2 separate regions of the Arachis hypogaea genome follow, and region 1 is linked to region 2. Evidence: chromatin contacts called from public Hi-C data. All regions are on one chromosome and are shown on one strand. The core of a region is the stretch at or near the end of the contact, and the rest is flanking DNA. Distances in the headings are between cores, read along the strand shown. Region 1 has its middle 14 kb from the start of LOC112791186. Region 2 holds the start of LOC112791184.

The links. Hi-C and Micro-C count contacts between places; a contact is called where the count stands out from the background.
Region 1: a Hi-C map of an unstated tissue shows a contact between it and region 2, with 3 times the contacts expected there. The contact joins the enhancer-like site here to the promoter of LOC112791184 in region 2. A contact is called at or near these places in 2 of 8 Hi-C or Micro-C datasets (leaf and an unstated tissue).

Annotation. Positions count from the first base shown.
Region 1 is chr3:121,927,414-121,933,850 of arahy.Tifrunner.gnm2.J5K5, forward strand. No RefSeq gene overlaps it. Among protein-coding and RNA genes, the nearest start is that of LOC112791186, 14 kb to the left of the region's middle. Within about 2 kb of position 3,373, at least 2 of the 3 cell types and tissues checked have open chromatin away from gene starts, as enhancers often do.
Region 2 is chr3:121,877,333-121,884,686 of arahy.Tifrunner.gnm2.J5K5, forward strand. LOC112791184 reads left to right here and starts at 3,658. Exons shown (of 9, transcript XM_025833913.3): 1 at 3,658-4,516; 2 at 5,257-5,530; 3 at 5,608-5,710; 4 at 5,807-5,914; 5 at 5,998-6,107; 6 at 6,213-6,320; 7 at 6,399-6,444; 8 at 6,690-6,821. The coding sequence starts at 5,322. LOC112791185 (citrate-binding protein) reads left to right here and starts at 1,645. Exons shown (of 2, transcript XM_025833914.3): 1 at 1,645-2,083; 2 at 2,151-2,641. The coding sequence starts at 1,826. The coding sequence ends at 2,534. LOC140183569 (egg cell-secreted protein 1.3-like) reads right to left here and starts at 3,067. Exons shown (of 1, transcript XM_072232023.1): 1 at 2,699-3,067. The coding sequence starts at 3,067. The coding sequence ends at 2,699. LOC112791183 (probable mannitol dehydrogenase 1) reads left to right here. Exons shown (of 5, transcript XM_025833911.3): 5 at 11-450. The coding sequence ends at 219.

The DNA.
Region 1 (6,437 bases), core at 2,123-4,622, 50 kb after region 2:
ATTCCCTTTTAATGCAATTTGAAATATTTCATGTTTATGGCTTTGTTCTTTAATTATTGGTTATTGATTCCTTGCATTTGTTAGTCTTATATTTTACTATTCTTTATTAATTTTCTATACTTTTATTTTGTGTCTTCCAAGTGTTTGATAAAATGTTTGGTTGGATTTTAAAATAGATTTTTGTGTTTTTGGCTTGGGTTGATGATTTGAAGACTCTTGAATTGTCAAAGTTTCTTGTTGATTGGTAATTGAAGATTGCCGATTAGCTTGAACTTCACTAAATCTAGTCTCTCGCTATGAGTTGACTAGAACTTGTGAACTCAAATTGATTGTATGCACTTGACTTTCCTTCATTGGTTAGAGGTTAACTAAGTGAAGACAATTTATATTTACCATCACAATTGATGACGATAATGAGGATATGACTTCTAATTCTCTTTTCTTGCTAAGAGCTTTCTTAGTTATTAGTTTATTTTCTTGTCATTTTACTTTCTTGTTTCTTATTACGAAACCCCAAAAATATACTTTCTCATAACCAATAATAAACTACACTTCCCTGCAATTCCTTTGAGAGACGACCCGAGATTTAAATACTTTGGCTAATTTTATTGAGTTTGATTAAATGACAAACAAATTAAACATTGATCGAGGATAATTTGTTGGTATAGAACTATACTTGCAACATGATATTTTTGTGAAAATCTTTACCGACAATTTTCCTCCGTCAGCTGCTGTGTCATCAAATTCTGCCTGGTGCGCAAGATTCGAGGCGCCTACCAAAAACGGAAACAAAAAAAAATCAGAACGGTAAACACATAAAATAACAAGTTTACTGAACTAACAATGTACTCAGCGTGATCCAACCTGTAACTGCTGCTCCATCTAACACAGAATCTAGTAAAACGAAATCACACATACTGAACTCAGTTCCTTTTACGTTAACTAAATTAATAAAAAAATATTTAAATCCAAAACAGTTTAAAATCTTAGTAAATAACTAACTGAACCCTAAATTTTACTAATCAAGTTTTTTTCTAGTCTAACTTAACCTAATTAATTATTCAACTAATTACCTTTTGATTTACAACTTAAACTAATTATTCTCACTAAACTAACTAACAATTTACTTTGTTATACTAATTAACATGTTATAGATAATAAACAACAACTATTCTTAAGAACAATAACATAAAAATTTTAACTAACATAAAAACAATTAACAGTAAGTCTAACTAACATGTAAACAGTAAATCTATAACTCTAGCTAACATGCAACCTATAACTAATTATTTTATCTAACATGTAAACAATAATTCTAACTAAGCTAAAAAAATTAACTCTAACTAACCTATTATTTATTGACTTGGAACTAAGAATGTCGTCCGCAATGAACTTCACCAGCGTCGAACCGACAGAAAGAAAAGACGACCAAAGTGAATTTGGAAGAGAGATTGAAAATGAAAAGGACAAAGACAAATGCTTCCACTGGGTTTATTATTTTTTATTTTATTTAAAAAATTCTAACAAAAAAACTAAAATTTATTTTTTATAATTTTTTATTTTTAAAATTATTTTTTGTCATTAATAAAAAAATTGAAAAAAAATTAAGTTAATGTAAAATTACTAAATTTTAATAATAAAAATATATTTTTTAATTATATTTACAAAATTTATATCAAAATTCATATTTTTAAAATATTTTTTAAAAATATATATTTAACGTCATAAAAATTTAAAAGTATTTTTGTCTGCACATAAAAAAATTAAAAATAATTTTAGTAGTAAACAAAATGTTGGCACAAAATATGATGGCATTTACATTAATGAGTATTTATACCCTTTTAACAGTTCAACGCAGACGCAATCAATAAGCTTTTAACAAAACTTAAGGGCAAAGAAGAAAATATCACACACCCTTATTCCCATTTTTGCTGACGTAGTCACGTCAAGTTACACGCTCAATTGGCTGAAGCATGAAGCTTGTGAATTTTATAACCAGTAAGCTTCACACGTTCGTATGTTTCACCTTCTCTTGCTTGATCTCAAGTCAAGTCAAAACTGTTTTCAAATTCACTGAGTGCTGAAAATTGTGAATTTTTTTTGTTGAAAGGTCAAACTTAGGAAACTTTGTCATATTTCTTCTATTTCTTTTTTCTTTATTTCCCTGAAATTTTGATACATGGATTAATATATCTAAATACTAGTCACCAAAAAATATATATATATCTAAATACAATTTATGTATGATACAGATTGTATAAAGAAATTGATTCAATAATATATAAAATCTTTTACGGTGACAATTAAAGAAAAATTTTGTTAGATAGACAATAATTTTTGTAAATAATATGAACAATAAATTATAAAATTGATCCAATAAAGTAAAAAAAATTCTATTCTCAAATTATCTCAACTTTAATATTAGGATAATTATCTGTACACACCTAGTGAAATGAATATCTAGTCATTGTTAACTGTGCATGAGTAAATCAAATAAAAAAATAACTATCTAATTAAAAATAATGAATATAATCATCTGCATACATATTGAATTGAACATTCGATATATTTTTTATTCACTATTGTTTAGTATTTTCATTGTTTACTTATACTTTTTCATTAAAAAACCGAACTAATTTAGATCGGATGATTGGTCAGCTCACAAATCAGCTTGAACAAGTGTTAGAGTTTAAATCTTACTTGGTAGATGTGCTAAATCAATTGTGAACAATAGACTATTAAATGAAAGTCAAATTTATTTATGACAGATTAGTTGTTAATATGTAGAATTAAGAAATGTGATAGACAACAAAAAAAAATTAAAGAAAACCGAAATTAAAAAAAAAAAGAGTTAGCTTTTTAGGACTCTGTGAAAGATGAGAGAAATCGTGACGCGATAATGTACATAGCTTGCTTTTCTTCCAAGTTGTTCTAACTTGCATAAGTTAACCTATAGCATTTTAATTCCAAAAAAAAAAAGGAAGCAGCAGCTCGCACACGAACACTTGTGTGTGAGACTGGGAAAATACAGAAAAGAAAATAGGTGAGCTATTGAGAGAAATTAAATATTAATTTCAAATAAGAAAAAAAATTATTATTATTGTGGTTATTCATTCCCCACTTAGTGAAATAGTTTCTTTTATAATATTTGATTAATTAGCATGAATTAAGAAGAACCATTTAGCATCCTAAACAACTAGCTACAACAAAACTTGATGCCCAGTTGGGTCAGTAGTGGACTTAATAATTTAAAAAATATTATAGAGACAACAGATCAAATTTGGAATGGAGAATGCAGTGTTGTGGTACGAATAAATAATGAGGCTTTCCCTGTCAGTGTGTGCTCCTATTTCTTCAGAAGGCAACAAACTTAATCATACGTGGCTGATTTCTTCCATGACTTGGGTCAACTTACTATACCATGTCAACTTTATGTTCAATTCCTTAGGGGAATCAAGAAAAACAAAAATAAACAAAGTGTAAAGTCCCGAACCTATAATTGGTGCATTCACATGAAAAAGCCTAAAAGCAAGATTTGCGCCTCAGTGAACCGTTAGATTGGATTCCATTTAGTCAAAGATAAGAAACGATGTCAATCCAACGGTCACCAATCCGTGTTTTAAGTAACATGGCCCAATAATAAAAGAATGGATCCTCTTTTTTTTTTTTTTCAATTAAAGGCGTAAGAATAATTTTTAATTATTTAATATTTTTTAATTTTATTTATACAATATACATTGAGAAATCACACCAAACACTCAAATAAAAAAAATTAAAAAGATTTAATTCCTCAATAACAAAAGAAGAAACACGTACGGAATATACCAGTGAAATGATATAATATATATGGACCCACGAGGCACCACCATAATTTAAAGTAAATAGGAAAATATTATTATAAATAAGAAAATTCAAGCCATGTTCATAGAAGTAACCTCGCAGTTTCTGACTTTCTTCTTTCTTCACATCGAACGAACTCACACAACACGTACCTCAAAACGCGCTCTACGCTAAAACATCATCATCATCACTATCATTTAGGTGTGTCTTAACTTCCAATAATTCCATTGTTGCCATTTTCATTTTGAAACAAAGAAAAAGAAAAGCCATAGATAGGCTACAATGGCCGCAGAAACACCTCCTTCTTCGTCATCATCATCTTCTTCTTCTGTATGTAAACACAATAACAATAATAACAAGGTTCAGCATGGCTTGATTAGTGAGTCGGAAATGGAAGCGGCGAAGCAGCTAATGCAACTGAGCGACGAAGAAAAGAGCAACAACAACAATGCGAATAATATAAGGAAGAGCGAGATGAGGAAAAAGAAGAGAAGAAGGTTGTTGGTAGAAGAAGGAGAAGAAGAAGAAGAAGAAGAGGTTGATCAAAGTCGAAAGAATGATATTATAATGGCTAAGATACAAGAGATTTTCGGGAAGGAGATTATTGTTCCAGCTGCAGAAGCAAAGAAGCAGAGAAGAAGATATCGTTCTCTTGCGAATATATATATGGCCACAGCCCCCCATTGTAACTTTCAGCAAACCATGAATGTTAAGAAGAGCCCTAATTAGGCCATACAATATGTGTTTTTTTCTTATTGCTAACACTTTTCTATTCTATCTTCTGTCTTCACCTACATACTCACTACTGCAATCAATCTCATCATTTTCAGAACCCTAAAAATTAAAATAGGATTCATCATATGCATGATTTTTCGCGGAGGCAGCTGTGCATAACTAATTAACTAATTGAATCATCATCGATAGGACAATTATTATCTTTTCTTTTTCTACATACAATTCCGCAAACCAGCAAATTCGAGAAGCAGATAACAATTTGAAAGCGATGCAGGAATGACGTATATTAAGTTTCCAAGTTATGTATTAATCCATAGCGTAAGGAAGAAGAAGAAGAATGTCAATAAACTGCATCATCAACTATAATTATTATTCATTATCCACAGCAAATGCATGTTGACCAGTGAGGCAGTGACCACTTACAGATTTCTCATTCGTACATGTATCATTCAATATATTGATATGTTCCGATCCTTGTTTTGAACCCTAAATCAGTAGCTATAGATGGATATTGCAACTAAACAGATATTCTTCAATTTGCTTTAATTTGGTCGGAGCTCAAAGGGTAGGTTCATTGCAAGTCTTTTCAGGCTTGAAAATCTAAACTGATTCAGTGTAATATTTTGTGCAAATGAAAGAATACTTAAACTAAGGGTATAATTACAAATTAAAGCTTCTAGCTTCGCTTGCCATTTTATTAATCACTTATAATTTCGTATGTCAGTATTAGTTTATACTTTATACTTAATAGGATCAAAATAACATAGAGCTTTATTATTGGATGGTGAAAACTGAACACAAATTTGACACTTTCAATGACGACCAAGGGTTTAGAATTGGACTTACCATTTTTTAGGAAAAAAAAAAGGGAGGGTGGACCCTAATTGGATGCTACAAATTTTGTCACTTTCATTGTGATGAGACAACTAAAGAAACAGCTTATTAGGCTTATATTCAAGTTGTATCAGGGTTCAAATTTTAGGAATAGAATAGAGAATTCTTTTAATTAAATTAGGTTGGTTTAGTAGTTAGTTCATTAATCCCTTTAAGTAAGTTTTGAGGATTTGAATCTTATCTTGTGTATACAGTCATCTATTGATTAGTGACAAACCTTAAATGAAGCTTTAAGCCATAACAATTAGTGTTTGTCCATGACAAAATAAAAGGAATATAGGATTCTTTTTAGTGTGTAGTGTAAGACAAAAAAAAAAAAAACAAATTAACTTATTACTAATGGATTTCATTAATGAAAATAATCTGTTGGTTGATGAAATTTTAGATGAATTTTTTTGTCAATAATAAAGGAGATGAATTTTCACAAAATTTACCAATAGACATGAAAATTCGCCAGTAATTCAAACAATAACGTTGCCCTTTTTGTGAGAATTTATTACTGACGAAAAAGCCATCAGTAACGTTGAAATTAATGTTCACTGCTGGAAAGAGAAAATACACACAATAACACAAACACAATTCTCTTGGTCTCCATGAGTGATGACTATAACTAGAAGAGAAATAATGCATGAGTCAAGGGAGAGAGTAGTATAGGTTCTGAAATGAGAAGTAGCATAGCATGTTCACAGAAGTGAAGTGATAGAAGCAACTAACTTTGAATGAAAGGACCAACACAACTCACAACGCTAAACACATTTATCTAACTAATGATATAAATGCTGCTACCTGCTCGACCCACAAGACCCATTAATGCACCAAACGTGATAAAGGTGAGGCCTTGGATTACTAGTGTTAAAACTCATTGCTATTAATGTACTATGTTAGTAACGTCATTCTCACATCTCCTTTTGTTTCAAAATAAATATATATCTCCAGCAGCTAGCGAGTCGTGCATTAACAATTAAGCT
Region 2 (7,354 bases), core at 2,408-4,907:
TCATGTGCAGGAAGGAAGCTTATAGGGGGAAGCAACTTTGGAGGGCTGAAGGAGACTCAGGAGATGCTTGATTTCTGTGCAAAGCATAACATAACTGCAAATATTGAGCTGATTAAGATGGATGAGATCAACACTGCTATCGAAAGGCTCAGCAAATCCGATGTTAAATATCGCTTTGTTATTGATGTTGCAAACTCCTTCTCTTCCAGTAACATGTAGAACAACCTTCTTTCAACTCTTTCATGTCTCAACTTTAAGCGTCTCAGTATTTTGTGGTCATAGAATAAACCTTAAGTGTGCTGTTTTGTTGACTGTTTCTTATTTAGTTGTATCATGCTATTGTTTCTTTAGTTGTTTGGACTATGGAAAAATAAACCACAATCTACTTTTGTTGACCACCGGAACCCGACTAGCTTCATGAAAAGTATATACAATGCCATTGTTGAGTTATCCTCGAAGCATTCCACAAGTATTAATTGAGTTCTATTCTTTTCTTTTTGTTTTCCACTATATATCCTCTAACCCAGCAGGTTAACGACAGTCACGAATTTTATCTCTATTTAAGAGTCAGCCGTTGGATAATAAATTGCTACATACACAACGCGGAATCGAACCATCGAACTAATCCAAATTGATTTAAGTGAGTTCTATTCTGGTTGAGACTTTTTCATTTAACTATTTAGTTCATTTCCAATTTGTGAAAAAACTCTTATTAATGCAGCTTTGAATTTCCTATTTATCTTTGTTTGTTATGAGTTATCTGCATACGAGGAAACGTTCTCCTATTTGAATGAAACAATGGGGAGAAGTTGATTAGTTGAATACCAAAAGAGGAAAAAGAAATATATGGAATTAAAGTGTACTATACCCTTACCAATAAGACAATGTAATAAAAAAGAGTTGTGCTATATTCTTTTGGGTAGGGGCGTAGGGGAGAAGAAAAAGAAAGTCCACAAGCCTGTAATTTATGCCTTTTTTTTTTTTGGGCACGGCGGCTGATCGTGGTAGTCATGGTCAATGAACCATCCACTATATCTACACAAATAGTCACATAATTGGAATCATAGCTGTTCACATTTTCAATCGGTTTTTAATTTAGTTTAATGCATCAAAATCAAGTATTTAAGTCCCTAAAATCACTCCAAAAAATGAAAAAAAAATAAAACACCGGCAATAAATATTTTATGTTACGGTTCTGCTACGTTACCAACAGCATATCTGCCAACTTCTGCCAACTCTTATTTATAATTGTGTTTCATGGAAGTGTGTTTGTGGATGTGTCTAACAAAAATGTCTTTTTTATAACTGTGTTTAATAGAAGTGTCTTTATAGATATATTTTTTGGATGTGTCTCTTTATATATGTATTTAAAATATATTAATTATTAGACACATCTACGAACACACTTCCATGAAACACAAATATAAATAAGAATTGACAGAAATTGGCGGATAATATGTTGGTACCCTATACTTTTCCTTTATGTTATCTTACAAGATGGACTTTGCTAAAAAAATAACAATAATTGCACACCCTAAATACAAAATTATAAATAAAAAAATAAAAAAAGCTTGTTTGATTTATTAACTATTGTTTTCATTCTAATACACCGCATACATATACCTATTTTAGAGTTGCCAATACTTTTCAACGAAGAATGGAGTAAGAATGTCAAAGAAGAAATCATCATTAGCCGCAGCACGTTCGAGTATTTTGCCCTTCATCTGCATACATTATATATATATATATATAGCCTGAGGCATCAACCATTGAATTCCAAACCTTGCAATAAACATTTTGGAAATACAACCTCCAACCTGCAACAATGGTGCTGCTACCCATCTTGCATGTAACCCTCTTGCAATTAACACTGGCCTCATTTTCAGCAGCCATTGATCCAACACAAGGGTTCACCCAACTCCCAATAAGCAACTCAAATTTCCAGGTCCAAAAGCCTTACGATGTTCCACAAAACCAGCGTTACACCTTCATAGATGGGGTTCATAAATTCTGGGTGTACTCCACCGACAAGCCTTTCGAACCATCCAGCACCACCCTGCCACGAACCGAGATTCGCATTACGGTGAGTTAACATGAAGTCATTAACATTATAATAAGCAGGCTAATTAAGTTAATTAATTAATTTTCAGGGATATGATTATACATCCGGTGTGTGGCAATTTGAAGGGGACTTTTACGTGCCGAGTGGAACAAGCGGTGTGAGCATCATGCAAGTGTTCGGTGGAAGCTCCTCTGCCACAACGTTGCAGCTTAGGGTGTATGATGGTTCTCTTAAGGCTTATAGGGATCCTGTTGTGCAGAACAACATCTATGATAGATGGTTCAGGCTGAATGTGATTCATGATGTTGGTGCCAACAACGTCAAGGTTTACATTGATGGGAATCTCAATTTTGATGGTGATGGTCGTGGACCCGGTACTTTCTACTTCAAGTTTGGGGTTTATACTCAGAATGATCCTTCCAACTATATGGAATCTCGTTGGAGGGATATTAAACTCTTTAGAAAGCAGTAATAGTACTTGCATTTTAATTTGGTGTATACATTGAATAAGAAACAAGAACTACTTGTTATATATATGTTACCCGCTTTGACTAATAAATAATATATTATATTATGTAAGTTCCATTGCTCTTATACATAGAAACACGATGATTGATGATTGAGCATTGTTGGTAGCTAAGTCCTAAGTGAAATTTGAACATCAGGGGAAGGGGAAGGGGAAGGGGAAGGGGCGAAGGCAGGAGAAGAAGCAGAAGCATCACAGTAGCCACGTAAATAATGGGCTTCCTGAAGAGTGATGCCCAAGGAAGTGAGCAACGCAGGCCAGCAATTATGCGTGATGAGGGTGATTGCAGAGCAACATTTGTAGCTAATATGAGTGACGCCGCCATTGCTGAAGTAAAGGAGGATTTCATTCGAACAAGATCTCAGCTCCACCAACGACCTCAAGCAATCCGCCTGCTCCACTCCTCCTCCGTCCTTTGATGCCGTTCCGTACACGACAAGACTCAATACCATCAACAAAATTCCCTCTTTCAGACCCATATATGCTGCAAAATTCGGATTCACGTTTTTTCCTTTCTTGAGTGCACATGCAAGATGGCTTCTCTCAGCATCTACTTATATAACTATAGTCAACCCTTCGTATGGATTGTAACTCCCAACTTTCAGGCTTCAGGGGAATACAGAAAAGATCCACTATGCACATTACATAAATACATAATCAATTGCCTTTAATTTTCCACTAATATGCCACTATGCCACCTTTCAATCTTCCATCCAATTTAGAATCAAATAAAGATATTAAAAATAAAATCAGCCAATATCTAAGGCCAGGTTTCGGTCAAGACAAATTCAGTTTCATCATGTCCATAAATATTGATGATACCATTCCCCCAAAAAGATTTTTTTTTCACTGGGTTTTTGGTGTTTTAGGTGTTGCTCTTTTCTTTTATTAGACTTGTAAAAGTGAAAAAAAAAAGAGTAACCAGACCATTTTTTCATTTTGCTTTATTAAAGGTATTAAGGATTTAAGTACCAAAAACAAAGGTATTAAGGATTTAAGGCCGACTTGCTTAGGCCATTTGTTTATAAGATGAACGGATATTGGAAATGTGTAATGGAGAAATGGGCTGTAGCCCAAATCTTAAATGGAGTGCTGCTAAGGCGGGGAATGGGTGGCTGGCTAGTGGCGAGTGCCTCCCGGTCGCCAGTGTTATCAAACTCGAATCGACTCAGATGAATCGGCTGGAAATCCAGTCACTCGATCATTTGGCCGGAGTGAGCCATTCTTTAAACGGTCTTTTTTTCTTGTTTGGACAGAACTTAACTGTCTAAAGCATTGTTCTAAAACCGGACCGAATAAGCTGATTCGATTAGATTAATCGAAAATTGATAATTTAATCGATTCGGTTTATCTTTAGAATTGTTATGCAAAAAATTAGTTAAAAAATCGGTCGAATTGGCGATTAAACGGTAAACCGGACGAACTGGCCGGATTTTTAAGTCTGGTTCGCTATTCACATTAAGAAAACGGCGTCGTTTAAAACCAGCCCCCTTCCCCCTTCTCTCTCACAAACCCAACCCTAAAACCCTATCAGAGCAGAGCAACATCCCCTTCTTCATCGCCGAGCTACTCTCCATCAGCCAGAGGCTGCCGTCGCCGCCGGACTAACCTCAACCGAGCCTCCCACTTCTCCCATCGGCGTCACTCACGTGCACAGAACCCACGGGCACGTTCGTCTTTTTGCCGGCGCTCTTCGTTTCCCGTTGCGATCCTTTTCTTGTCGTCGGCTGGTTGGCGAGTTCTTCAGTGACCATTCCTTATCTGGTCGTCGTCTCCCACTCAAGCTCGTCGTCGCGCTCTGTGTCGTCAGTCGCCGGCGGCAGAAGCAGACGGAACCAGCATCTGGTCGCTCGGCTGGTGGTCGTTCTCGTCTTCTTGCTTCGGCTCGCTTGGTCAGCTTCCTTTACCGTCAGTTGGTCTCTGGGCAGGTGAGTTTCCAACAAATTGCCCTGTTTTTCGTTGTTGTAAATCATCGCTACACCTTGCTTTAGTGCTGAAAGTTGAATCTGTTGCTGAAAATATCACTGAGCTAAGTTTCTTTTTTGCTGAAAATCATCACTGGTGGTTGAATTTGTTGCTGTGTTGCTGAAATAATGACTTAGCCAAATTTTTTCTTGCTGTAAATCATATTTGGAGCTAAAGTTTTTGTTGCTGAAAATTATCATAGTTGAATTTGTAGTTGGAAATTATCAATGAGCCGAATTTGTTGCTGTAAGTTGAATTTGTTGCTGAACATAATGAACATATCACTGAGCTAATTTTTTTGTTGCTGGAAAACATCAGAGTTGAATTTTTTGCTGATTATGATCACTGAACCTTAAATTTATGGCCGTCTTGCTTAAATAATCACTTAGCTAAATTTTTTGTTGCTGTAAATCGAATTTGGAGCTAAAATTTTTGTTGCTGAAAGTTATATAAATGAATTTTTTGTTGAAAATTATCAACGAGTTGAAATTGTACTAGTGACTAATTTATTAGTTATGTCTTAATATGTTTGTGAGCATATGCATTTTTATTTTTTGTTTTAATTTCATTTTTGCAATTTTATATTTTTATTTAATTATGACCCGATCAACGAGATGAATCGGTTGAACTAGTGACCCAGTGACCACCGGGTCAATTACCAATTTGTTCTGATAACTATGCTACTATGGCTAGGGGGAGTCAGGATTGTGATTGGTGAAGGAGATTGAACTGAACCGAAGGCAAGGTCGTGATAGGGTTTTGGAAAGAATGAGCGTGGAAGATCTTCCTCGGAAGGAGGTGAATGTGCTGAAGGGGCACGAGGGCGCCGTACTTGCCGCGAGGTTCAACGCCGACGGCAACTACTGCCTCAGCTGCGGCAAAGACCGCACCATACGCCTCTGGAATCCCCACCGTGGCATCCACATCAAGACCTACAAATCCCACGGCCGCGAAGTCCGCGATGTCCACGTCACTTCGTACTCTCTCTCTCTCTCTCTCTCTCTCTCTCTCTCCTTAGTAATCAACACAATTGCATGTTAATAATTTGATATAGGGACAACTCCAAGCTATGTTCGTGTGGTGGAGATCGCCAGATTTTTTATTGGGATGTAGCTACAGGCCGTGTAATTCGAAAGTTCCGTGGTCATGACGGTGAGGTATTTGCTATTCGCTATTTAGCTCCCTGCCCCTCTATTGTTTCACTTCAATTCATAGCTATAGACATCACTCTTGTAATGTAGTTTCTTTCATAGGTCAATGCTGTGAAATTCAATGAGTATTCCTCTGTGGTAGTATCAGCTGGCTATGATCAATCCTTGCGTGCTTGGGACTGCAGATCCCACAGCACCGAGCCTATGCAGGTGAATTCATTTTAATAATGCTCATTCCCTTTCCCCGCTCACCAATATTACTAATAAAGTCTATCCTATCAATTGATGTTCAGATTATTGACACATTCTCAGATAGTGTCATGTCTGTTTGCTTAACAAAGACTGAAATCATTGGAGGAAGTGTTGATGGAACTGTTCGAACCTTTGACATTCGTATTGGCAGGCATGTAGCAGCATATTTCAAAATGAAAGAGAAACACTCCCGATACGCACATGTATTGTCATCTGCTTCGTGAAATCTACTAATTTTTTCTTTTGTACACACCAGAGAAACATCCGATAACTTGGGGCAACCTGTTAACTGCATATCCATGTCCAATGATGGTAACTGCATTCTAGCTGGTTGTCTCGACTCTACTCTGCGTCTTTTGGACCGGTACGTGTATAACTTTCAGAGGAAATTTAGCATGGATCTTACTCCCTGCTAAGTTTTTTTCATCCTTTCTTGTGGCAGATCTACAGGGGAGTTATTGCAAGAATATAAAGGACACACTAATAAGGTTAGTTCTGAGATGTTAAAATCTGTTTCTATTACTTTCTTCTATTACAAATTTAGCTACAAGTTAAGATTCACCGTCATTTGTATATTTATATATCTGGCATACCACATTTCCATTCCGACATTTGTTCATTCTAAAAACACATTTTTTTTTGTGTTTTAAGCAACTATACCATGCCCTTGCAAGCTTTATGGCTTAGTCCATCTTATCAGGTTTAATAATAATTTCTAATTAGTTATCCTCAGTCTTTTAAATTGGATTGCTGCCTTACCAATACGGATGCTCATGTAACTGCTGGCTCTGAGGATGGCTACATCTATTTTTGGGATCTTGTAGATGCATCAGTCGTGTCAAGATTCAGGGCTCATAACTCAGTGGTAAACTCTTTGACTTCAGCACCCTTTCTACATGGAAGTTCTGTTAGAAACTATGTTGATACTAATTTACTAAGTCCAAAAGGACATTATAGACCTTTCATTTGCTAATGATATTTTTGCAACTATGATTGTGATTTCCTCAAGTTTTTAGTTCCTGCTTAAGCTTGACAAAAGAAAATGAATTCCTCTTAAGTTTTAATCCCAAACTTGATATCGTTTTACAAAATGCTGTTTCAGTTTATGCTTGTTCGTCCATTTAGATTATATGGTTCCACAGGAAGCGGATCATGTTTTCAATTGAGCCCCCTTTCTCTTTCCTACTGGCTACTCTCCTAAGTCCTATCCTTTTGTGTTGGGTTGTTGGGGCCACCAATGTGAAAATTTGTTACACCAACAAACAATAATTTCATGTGACAATTCAGTTTTGATACAGTTTTTGTCACCTGTACACAACATCTTGAACAGTTATCAAAAAAATATCTGCTGCTGATTTTCTTGAAATATGTTGTTACTTTGTTGTCAAATTAATTAAA